Linked DNA regions of Zea mays: all the other regions are linked to region 2. The links are chromatin contacts, called in public Hi-C maps. All regions are on one chromosome and are shown on one strand. The core of a region is the stretch at or near the end of the contact, and the rest is flanking DNA. Distances in the headings are between cores, read along the strand shown.

What was found. Hi-C and Micro-C count contacts between places; a contact is called where the count stands out from the background.
Region 1: a Hi-C map of ear shows a contact between it and region 2, with 3 times the contacts expected there. The contact joins the promoter of LOC542342 here to the promoter of LOC100191324 in region 2. A contact is called at or near these places in 5 of 25 Hi-C or Micro-C datasets (bundle sheath, ear, leaf and 2 more).
Region 3: a Hi-C map of endosperm shows a contact between it and region 2, with 2.4 times the contacts expected there. The contact joins the promoter of LOC103646512 here to the promoter of LOC100191324 in region 2. A contact is called at or near these places in 3 of 25 Hi-C or Micro-C datasets (ear, endosperm and tassel).
Region 4: a contact with region 2 is called in a Hi-C map of tassel, with 3 times the contacts expected there. The contact joins the promoter of LOC541953 here to the promoter of LOC100191324 in region 2. A contact is called at or near these places in 2 of 25 Hi-C or Micro-C datasets (ear and tassel).

What each region holds. Positions count from the first base shown.
Region 1 is chr2:60,602,669-60,605,368 of Zm-B73-REFERENCE-NAM-5.0, reverse strand. LOC542342 (starch branching enzyme 3) reads right to left here and starts at 1,314. Exons shown (of 22, transcript XM_008671244.2): 1 at 718-1,314; 2 at 208-323. The coding sequence starts at 1,279.
Region 2 is chr2:59,959,699-59,962,398 of Zm-B73-REFERENCE-NAM-5.0, reverse strand. It overlaps LOC100191324, which reads left to right and starts at 1,385. Exons shown (of 8, transcript NM_001136758.1): 1 at 1,385-1,553; 2 at 2,555-2,616. The coding sequence starts at 2,610.
Region 3 is chr2:60,767,362-60,770,061 of Zm-B73-REFERENCE-NAM-5.0, reverse strand. It overlaps LOC103646512 (DNA-binding protein S1FA), which reads right to left and starts at 1,334. Exons shown (of 2, transcript NM_001329687.1): 1 at 1,113-1,334. The coding sequence starts at 1,139.
Region 4 is chr2:60,507,120-60,509,819 of Zm-B73-REFERENCE-NAM-5.0, reverse strand. It overlaps LOC541953 (histone deacetylase), which reads left to right and starts at 1,394. Exons shown (of 14, transcript NM_001111607.1): 1 at 1,394-1,557. The coding sequence starts at 1,521.

The DNA.
Region 1 (2,700 bases), core at 65-2,564, 640 kb before region 2:
TATTCCTTAGTGATCTTCTTGCTAGGTGTAGGTGGGATCACAAGCTAACAATGTCAGTAGCCCAAGAACCAGCACGGTGCCCTAACCAACAATTCACGAGGCTTTGCACAATGCCTGATATGAAAGTGCAAAGGCTGAAACCCAAACTTGATTTCATCAGACATTTGGACATTTGTACCATGGAGGCACAGAAGGGGACAATCGAACCTGTAGTTCTTCAGGTTGAGTGTCCACGACCGGCTCTGCGGAGGAAAGCAAGTCATCACTGCCACCTCCAGGCACCAGTACCTTTCCAGGAGCACCAGCGCAGCTCAGAACGGTGCCTGCAAATTCCAAAGCGAGCTCCACTGATAAGAACCAAGAAACCACCAATTTGCAGGCTGCGACGACGAGGAAACAAAATAAGAAGAAAACGAGGAAACCCATCGGCACAGAAATTGGAAGTATCGCTGCAGCAACTGGTAACACTAACGCATATCGCCGCAACAAAATGCAGGATCCGAGTTTAGGAACCGCGCTCGATGGCTTCCACTGGTCGAAATGCAGACATAGGAATAAGAAAAAAAATATGCGTGCGCGTATGAGAACCAGAACCACTCAGGATCCAGGCCAGCACAAACGGCACACAAGCGCAGAGGGAGAAAAGCGAGGAGAGCCGGCGACCAGCCGACTAAGAATAGAGGGGGAGGGGGAAGCGAGCGAGCGAGAGAGCCGTACGAGAGAAAGCGTCCTTCCTCCTGAAGAGCACCGACGGCAAGTCCACCGCACTCCTCCGCTCCCCACCAGATCGCGCCGAGCCGCCGGGCCGCACGACCCCGAGCCTCGCGCCGGACACAGCGAACGACGCCATCCCGCGCCCCACCCAGCAGCAGATCCGAGTCCAACCACCCGCACGTACGTACGCACGCGCGCGCTCCTTCACCCGCGCAGCCCACGGGAAGCGAGTGTGGGGAGTGGCGGCAGCTGAGGCCGAGGAGGACGAGCGGCGTGAGATATTATTAGCCCGCGGGAGTGAGCAGGGCTGGGCTGGGGAGTGGGGAGGGAAGGAATGGGGGAGCAACGTGTGCGGCGGTGGTGGAAGGAGGCACTGGCGCTGCATCTGCATGGGGATGTGAAAGGGAAAAAGGCGCCAGGGTGGGGGCCCCGTGGAAAAGCGTGGGCGTCGTCTTCCCCGTGCGCCCGCGCCGGACGGCCGGAGGTGGCAGCGGACGGAGACGTGGCGTTGGGGTGGGGCAGCAGCAGATCGCGAACCAACGGCTGAGAGCGCGTTCCTGGCCATCCGTGGCAGGCGCCCTCGCGGTCTGCCGCTGTCGCCTACCGCCTACCACAGTAGTGTGTCCCGTAGCAGTAGAAGTCCCGTAAGCTACTGCCTCTCCGTTTTTTTCTGAGAAGAAGAAGAAAGGGAGAGGAGTCACGCGGCTACTCGCTCCCATTCATGTGTCTCTGGTGCGTGGTGGCGGCGCTTGCTCGTGCTCCGTGGACCGTGCGTCCCTGCCCTGGCGTCCGCTGTCGAGCCGAATGCTTGGCTGTTCTTGTCCGCAGGACAGGTAAAAAGATCTTAAAGAGACTGATGGAGCGTATTCTCATAAACTCGTCCCTTGTGTGGGATTGAAAGCATATAACCTCGGCAATACGAATATTCCCAGCATTTTACATTCGATTTCATAAAATCAAAACCTCTTCCTGTAAACAATATCACCTCTATAGCAACGAGATCTCACTCACCACTGTCAACTGTCGTCTTGCCCAATGCACGAATTTAAATTAGCCACTACTACCATTCAACACCAGAAAACGTGCAGCCGTGCAACCCATGCATAGTTTAATACATTAATTAATCACTCGTTGATCCTAGATACGAGGGAGATTTTTTCTATAGCTCGTCGACAGGTGTTGACTGGGGATGTTCGATCGGCGATTGCTTTGGTAGCCCGCCAGATCGCCGCACAGTATAGGAAACAAACGGACGAAAAGGGCCGGCCGGGGGTACACGATGGCCTACGAGCAGTCGCGCTCTCCTCCTGACCGTCAATTCGGCCGAGCTTTACTCTACCGCCAGAAATTTTTACGCCACCAAATGGCAAGCGAGCCTGCACCGTGCACATGCCCGTCACCTCCAAATCTGTCGAATAGTATCAAGAGAGGGAGCATGCTATCATAAACACAATTTACACTTCACAACCAGTGACTAAACATGAGAAAACACAGGTCTGGTTCACCAACCTAAACCCGTTTGTTTTCCCTGGTTAAAGTTTAACATTTTACTTTTGCTAAAGTTTAGCTACTAAGAGCAACTTCAAGAGGATGTTAAAAAACTTATGCCAAAAACTGATTATTGGAGTGAGGCTAAAAAGTTTTTGAGCGAAACCTGTTGTGTACAACAATTCCCCTTAAAGGGTCCTTGGGGCATGGTGATGTTAGCACCACTTTCATCTGGGGTAACAAAGCCCCCCGCGGGCACAATTCTTCTGTTGGCTGGTTATGCAAGGAAAAATTCAGTGCAAATGGAACCTGAAGAAAAAAGGGATTGTGGATGATGACTGTTGTGAAATATGTAACCAAGACAGTGAAACTCCTTCGCACATCATCTTCCACTGCCCGTTTGCACGCCAATTTTGGAGCTCCATCGGATTCTCTGTCGCTGATGATCTGGGCACCCAGGACCTGCCAAACATCAGTCGCCCTGATCGCCTTCCGGGT
Region 2 (2,700 bases), core at 136-2,635:
TTTGGATGCCGAACTGAAGAACCAGAGTGAGTGCTTACTCGCAATTCCGCAAAACAGACAATTACATGGACGACCGTGATTCCTGTCGCTCGACTCACTGCTGAAAAGCAGTGTGTTATTTCATCAATCTCCATCCCTGCAATTTCCCGCTGATGAAATCGCAAGAGATAGCCTTAGAAGAAAAGAATAGGCTCATCAGGACTCAAAAAACAAAACGATATCAAATATCCATATGAAATTACTGTACCGCATGACAAGAAGAGGTTTGTAACGTGAAGTTGAAGCTATCACGTTAGGGGACGTGGCTCGGCAACGACGACATGAGGCGAACCCCCTCCTCGTAGCCTGGATTGTTTTAGAATTCGGGCAAAAAAACGGAGGTGGGTGTTGGATCAAGATCGCTGGTGAAGAATCGGAGTTGCCTCGAGTGTCGATGTGTTGATGCTTAGCAATGATGGCGCGTCACGGTCTTACTCCTGTTTAAGGTGTAGGTGTCGTCGTGTTCTTTTGGCCGTGTGCAGCCCGCCTAGCGAAGTCGGAGCTGCTCGTACCTTGTGTTGAGCTCGGCAACGATGACTCTGGATGAGCTTTGTGTGGGTTGTTGATGCCTGTGTTGTTTGGGCACTCTGTGTAAGTTTCGGGCCCGTTTTTTTTCTTAAAATTGGATTAATTTTAATATTTTTCTTAATAGAAAGGTAGAGAGGTCGTGCCATTACGTTAAAAAAATTACTGCACCGCATTGCATTTTTTATTGCAAGACCCATTATATACCACAGAAGCTCATATAAACAAATGCACAATCACCCATCATTCCATCAAGTATTTTTTTCTTCTTATCACATCACATCGTTTTGAAAAGGATCATTCTTGATATAGACAGAGTCCAAATACAATTGACTTGAAGTAATGTTGACTGTGCCTTACATTTTTAGCACTCCACCACTGACATTTTAAGGCAAAAGCCATTAATAAGATCCGGATTGCAACCCATTTTTTTGCACGCTTAATACCTCTTACTGATTCATATAGCTCCCAAAGCCATTAGCAAATGGAGTGAGAATTGGCATTTTTTAAAGATCCGGAGTGGTTAGAGGCTTGCATAATACTACCTCCATCGTTTTATATTTGACACGGAAAATAGTGCAAAATTGTACTTACACCCTAACCAAGCAAACTGCTAGTAGAGAAAAAAAAACTCACAGGTTAATTACTAGCTATAATGTCCGATTAGTTTAGGGACGATCAGCCTGGCTGGCTGGTTTGAAATTTCGGCCCAGTGGCCCACTTCACTTGCCCAGCGGCCCAGCCCAGCTTCCTTTCCCCCCGTTCCCACCACGTGAGCAGAAGCTGCACAACCAAGAGCCAACAGAGCAACGCTCAGGCACACTGTGCAGGTGACGGCGAACCAGGTAACCAGCTGCCGAGGGAGGAACCCTAGCGGAACACTGTGCAGGTGACGGCGGCGCGCTACCGGTGACGGGGGATACGGCGGCATCGTCCCCCTCGGCCCCTCCTCCATCCCCGGCGTGGCGGCGCAGGCAGCCAGCCTGCAGGTACGGTCTCCAGTCTCCAGAATCCAAATCCAGAGCATGTCCCTGTTTTTTGGTGTGCTCTGTTGTACTGTAGCCTGTAGGTATGGGCGTATGGCTGTTGCTGCCCATGTCCATGTTTGTTGGTTTTCAGTTTTACTTAGATGCTGAAAGCCTGAAACCTTCCAGTGATTATTTGCTTCATGTTGTAGTATGGCACTATGGCTGTTGGCCTGTTGCTGCCCATGTTCATGGGCGTATCACGTATGGCTGTTTGCCTTGTTGAAAGCCTGAACCTGAAGCCATGTCCATGGGCGTGTAGTTATATATATGAAGGTTGATCGGTTCCTATAGCCCTGGACGATCAGGATGTCTGATTGACCGGTCAGAGCCCGATTAATCGGACTGGTCGTCGACTAATCGTGATTAGTCGGCTGATCACCCCTCTCTGGTGATCAGGAGCGATGAGCTGATCTGAAAACATTGCATAGAAAACCAAAATCCTTTGCTCCCGCTGATTTTCAGTGATAAACCTGGTCATACTTCCTCCGTTCCAAAATAAATATAGTTCTACACACACCTGTGAGAAATAGTTAGATTTACCTAGAGGAAGTTGAATTGTTTTGTACTCCCTCCATCCCAAAATATAGTTCTTTCTAGTCTGCTTTTTTTTTCTGTCACATTCATTCAAATGATAATGAATTTAGACATACATGCAAACTACATTCATATGTCACTTAATGAATGTATGATTAGTCTAAAACGAGTTATATTTTGGGACAGAGGGAGTAGTTTGTAACTTTTTATATCATTTTGTTGTTTCATATATCCTCTATATTTCAAACGTTGTCACTTTGATATGTTAACAGTTCGTATCGTGTTAAACAATTTCTACTATATTTATACAATACTAATATATGGTATTATACATTGCCTAACATTAGATTTTAGATTGTAAAAATATCTTATTACCATTTATATTTTGAATAACCCACCTCAGAACCCTGGGCTCACCATTTCTGCAGGGTTTTCTGACTCAGATTACTTGTTCACTGTGGGGTGCAAGCTTAATCGGCCACCATGGATGGTAAGGGCACACCTTCTCTCGTTGTATTCCCACTTCATTACTTATATGTAGGGATGAAAATGGGATAGATATTTACCATTACCT
Region 3 (2,700 bases), core at 85-2,584, 810 kb before region 2:
AAATCAAATATGCAGATTAGTTAGCACAGAGATCAACTGATAGCAGCTCGATAATAATCAAACTACAGCCCCTCAGCATCAACTAAAAGGCAACTTAAAAAAACTAAAGGATTACACATACAAACAGCGATTAGCCAGTGTGCATCAAAGCAGGTAGACAGACAGATAGTCTGCTGGTAACCTTGTAATAAATTTATAAAGTGCACAAGATTTAAAGGCATCGAACTAATCAGTTTATTATAACAGATAACATTGGCTACCTAGAGGATTGAGCATAACTAAAACACTGAACGCCATATTGATCAAACATGACACACATATATGATAGTCATAAAGCTCTAGACCTGTAAGGCCGTAACAGTTAGCAAGCTTATCCGCTTATGCAAATTGCTAGTACGCCTATATGATATCAAAGCTCACTTACAAGATAAAAGCACTCAGCAATCTCTTTTCTTTTATAGGACACAATTGAAACATGCATTTTTCAAACGAACACAGTTATCATATGACCTATTGACCACGTAGAAGTCCTGCACAAATTCTACAGATCCAATCCTCCACACATCAAATTCAAACCAGATGGACCAAAATCAGCTACAACTCCGGCCAGGGATCGCTTACTGCTACAAGTCAGAAATCGCAACAAACAGCTGCCGCCGTCTCACGAGTAACACCGTCCACCCTCACTGCTTAGCCAAGGTGGCTCGCGCGAGCATAAGGGTAACCTGCCAGTGCACGACGCCAGAGAGCCGGGCCGAGCATCGAAGCCCACCCGGCCGAGAGGACACCAGATCCGGGCAAGGTAGGACCGGATCCGCACCTGGAGGCCCCGGATCCACGCAGCCGCCGACCGGATGGCGCCGATGCTGCCAGAGGTTCAATCGCAAGATGGAGAAAGAGAAGGATAGAGGAAGGAGAAAAGGTGGTGCGGATAGGCAACGGCGGCGGCGGGGTGAGGGGGCAATTGGTGGTTTTTCGGCGGCGGCGGAGTCGCCCAGAGAGACGACACGGCAGTGCCGCTTCTGACCTTCAGTTCTGTACATTCGAACTCGAACTTGCTTTGGTCTCCCATACCACAGTAAGGATCAAGGAGGGAAGAACTCGAGACTTACCGCCGAATCCACGAACTGATCCGCCATGGCAGGCGTCTGATCAATGCCAACACCCTGCTCTGAATCAGAGGATTCGTGTGGATTTGTCGAACGGATGAGGTGAGCACGAGAGTTCTGAGTTCCGAAGGAAAGCTCGCTCACCTTTGCGCTGCTGGTCCCTTTCCGGGTTGTGATTTTTGTGTGCCGTTCGATTTGGAAGTTTCTAGTCCACCGTTTTTCTTTAATTTCCTTAGCTTTGTTTATTGCTGTTTATATATACGTGTATGTGCATCATTTTTGTTTTGAGCCAGATCAGTGTGCATGAGTGTTTATCATGGCGTATTTTCTTCACTTGTCTTGTACTCCCTCCGTCCCAAATTAAACTTTATTTTAGCTTTTTAAGGACTCATACAATATTTAATGTATATATTTTATTTATGTATCTATATATTGTCATTTAGTTGAATATAGACATAAAAATCAAGAACTAAGTTTTTACTATATTAAAGCACCAGTTTCAACGGTCGTCCCGCGTCAATATTTTTCAAAAAACTTCTACGTTTCTTTAAAATCAACCTGCACTTCTATAATCTCTTCTCTACTACTATAATAAAAGAGTTTATATAAAAAAAGTTAAAATTATGTATAAGTGAGTGTTTGAGCCTTGGTTGTTGGCTACATATTCATACTCACCTAATCAATAGAAAACATATATTTTGTGCTTTATTAAAACAAAATTTATTATATGTCATATATATAAAAACCATAGCAATGCACGAACATATTAGTAGTGAATACTAATTTATAGTGGAACGAGTATTTCGGTGGCCTAAATTGTATTTTGGAAGCCTCAAACTTAAGAATATAAATATATTAATGTTATGGTTTGTTATTTGTTTTTGTGCTATGGCATATTTAACTTTTTTATCCTTGCCTTGCCTGACTATAGGAACAATTGTGTGCTAACATAAATCAGATTTTGTCGGAATTATAGTTTTGTTTAACGGGATTTTTTTTCCTTGAAACTAAAATTTGGTTGTATGTACAAGTTATAATAATCTAAAACTATTTTTGTTTTCCGCTATAGACGAAGTCTATCAGCTACTTCTAAGACTGTCTTTCATGTATCATGTAAAATAAGTTAATTTTCTTAGCTTTGTTTATTGCTGTTTATATATACGTGTATGTGCATCATTTTTGTTTTGAGCCAGATCAGTGTGCAAGAGTGTTTATCATGGCGTATTTTCTTCACTTGCCTTGTACTCCCTCCGTCCCAAATTAAACTTTATCTTAGCTTTTTAAAGACTCATACAATATTTAGTGTATATGTTTTATTTATGTATCTATATTTATTATCACTTAGTTGAATATAGACATAAACATTAAGAACTAAATTTTTTTACTATATTAAAGCACCAGTTTTGTCGGTGTTTTGGGTCCGATCGCACACCCGGGGTTGCCCCTCAAGGTGTTTTTAGGAGTAGGACGATGTTGCCGACTGTAGCTCGATGGTTCGTGCAGGGCGCACGAGAAACTGTGAACAATGATGTACAGGTTCGGGCCGCTTAGAGATGCGTAACACCCTACATCCTGGCGAGAATGCTTTATG
Region 4 (2,700 bases), core at 145-2,644, 550 kb before region 2:
TGCCGTGAGCCTAAGAGCATATCCAACAAGAAACTCTAAAATGGAGTCCAAAAAATGGAAATAGGACCATATTTAGAGTGTTTAGGGCCTTAAAGAAATTTCTACTCCAACAGTTGGATCTTAAATGCTATTTAGAAAATAAATCATGTTATTAGAAAATAGATGGTTGGAGATTAAGAATAAACGAGGATAGGACTACTATAAGGGACACTATATTAGGATCCGAGAGACTGAGCCCTATAATTATTTGATGAATTTTTATAAAATAGAGGCGTTGTTGGAAGCGTGTTTTATGGTTCTAAGCCCTATATTAAAGATAGAGTCGCATTTATAACTTCTCTTGTAGATGCTCTAACGGACTAGTAAACCACTAGACTGAACCTATGACAAATTATATTGGTTGATACCGTAGCATCTTCAATAATGTTTTAAATTGAAATATAGAGTTTTACGTAGAAAAAACTACTTTAATAACGCCTCGTTTTATAAAATTTATTAAAAAAATATATAGAGCACACTCTCAAATACCTCATATATACTATAACGTTCACTGTTGAAATATAATATTTTATTAATATTTTAAATCATATAAAATATACTTATTTTTAAATTATAAGATATTTTGATAGGCTATTGCTCGAGATGCTCTAGCTACAAATACACAACCGCAACTATGCAAGAAAACAAATTGACGAGGGAATTTCATGACTGACCATGGGAACGTAGGATTCGAAATGGGCTGCGCAACTATGCAAGGAGCCCTTGTACAGGAGCCCCTTCTTCTCTCATCGTGAAATGTGGATGTAATCGTCCCAGGTGGCCGAGAACAGGGAGCCGTCGGGCGGCGGCGGCAGCGCCCCGACGAATGCCGCGAAGGCGAGGTCGTGGTTACTGCAGAGGAAGACGTGGCGATGCGTTGGATGGCGCGTCGGGAGAGCGAGGAGTAAATCGAGGATCCTGCTGGTGAGCGGATCACAGTCGTTGTAGTCAACGAGGAAGATGACCAGCGCGGTGGCGAAAGCGTCGGCGGGGAGTGCCAGAGCCCAGAGGAACGTATTTCCTTGGCTGTTCGCCGGAGGCTAGCGGAGCGCCAGAGTAAGCCTTGTTCGTTTCTGCCGGATTGGTGGGTCGGAATAATTCCTGACTGGATTGCTTCTCTAATTTATATAAACTTTGATTAGCTTGAACGATTCCGGGTGCAATGCGACGGAAACAAACAAGGCCTAACGGATTTCGGATTATCCTGATAGGGCCTCCTGCAGTGCGGCTACTTGGGGACATTACTGGGGGACAGTACACACCGTCGATCTTACGGTCGTTTGATCCGTGCCGTCCAACCCGATCCAGAGCATTCCCCAGTCCTCACCCCACGTCCCCACCCTTGTCGCCCTTTCGCTTCCGTCTCGTTTGGACCTCCATCCGCGGCCGCCGCCGCCGCGCTGAGTTTGGGCCGGGCTCTGTTAATCTGGGCGACTTTGATTTTCTCTGCTCCCGCTGCCACGGCCGTCAGGAGTGAAGCGATGCTGGAGAAAGACCGGATATCCTACTTCTACGACGGTACATTCACCGCGCTCCCTCTTCTCCCGACTCTCACTCTTCGCTGCAAAACCCTAGTTCTCGCCATAGTCGCAACTCGTTGTTCTTAGTTCTTATTACTCCATTTCGAAGCCAGGGCTTCTCTGATGGAGCCATCTATTGCCCTCGATCCCTCACCAGCCGGCCGCAACCCGCTATACTACTAGAAACCAACCACCACCTTGGCCCAGTTTGTTTCAGCTTTTTTTAGCTTCTGGCCACCAAGCCACCAAAAACTGCTACGGACTGTGAAAAGCTCAGCTCTTCAGACAGTTCTATAAAAATCGATTTGGTAAAAACCATCCAAAATTAACATAAACACGTAATCAGCCGATTTGTTGTAATAGTAATAATCCTTCACTTTCTAGTTCCTGAATACTATGGACACATTCATCTTCCTCTTCATGTAATCCTCACTATACTCAGATTCTTTCCACAGATTCTTCCTACAGTTAGTTTCTCAGAAAAACTGGTTAGAAAAAGCTAAATCAAACAGGCCCAATGTTTCTGTAATCAGGTGTCTAATGTCCTTATTTACCACCTAGTTGCGCCCTCAATGGCTACCAGAGTCCAGTCCATTCTGCCGTTGTTGTTTTCTGCAACAATGGCGAACCTGTCAGTGGCGATGTTCTGCAGTCTCGCCAGCCACCTCCGATGCTGGAATTTTCAAATTTCGCTCCATGCCACGCGCTCCAACGCAAAACGAAGGTTGCAAAGCTGACCCCTATTGGCACAATTACTCTGTTTCTATCTGCTCCCAACTCTGCACATTGAATCGTTTCCCCCCTGATTAGAATTGTGCCAAATCCTCAGGCATGAACAATAGCGAATCCACCGCAAAAAATATGTGTATCTCCTTCAGCTGCCCTAATTCATCTCTTCCCCATTTGCTCCCTTGCCCTCCACACGACACGTCCAAGTGAAGTACAACTCCGATGAGATCGGTCCGCCCATTGAGCCCAAATGCCAGAGTTACCGCTCCTAGCCGATCGTTCTAGGACATTGTTTTAAGCCCCGCTTGGCCTTGCCCAAAGCAAGCCACCCCTCCCAGATTCTATCCTTCTGTAGTCGCTTGCTTCAAGTGTCTTGCCTCTGATAGTCTGATCATCTGTTTAGCGCCTTTCA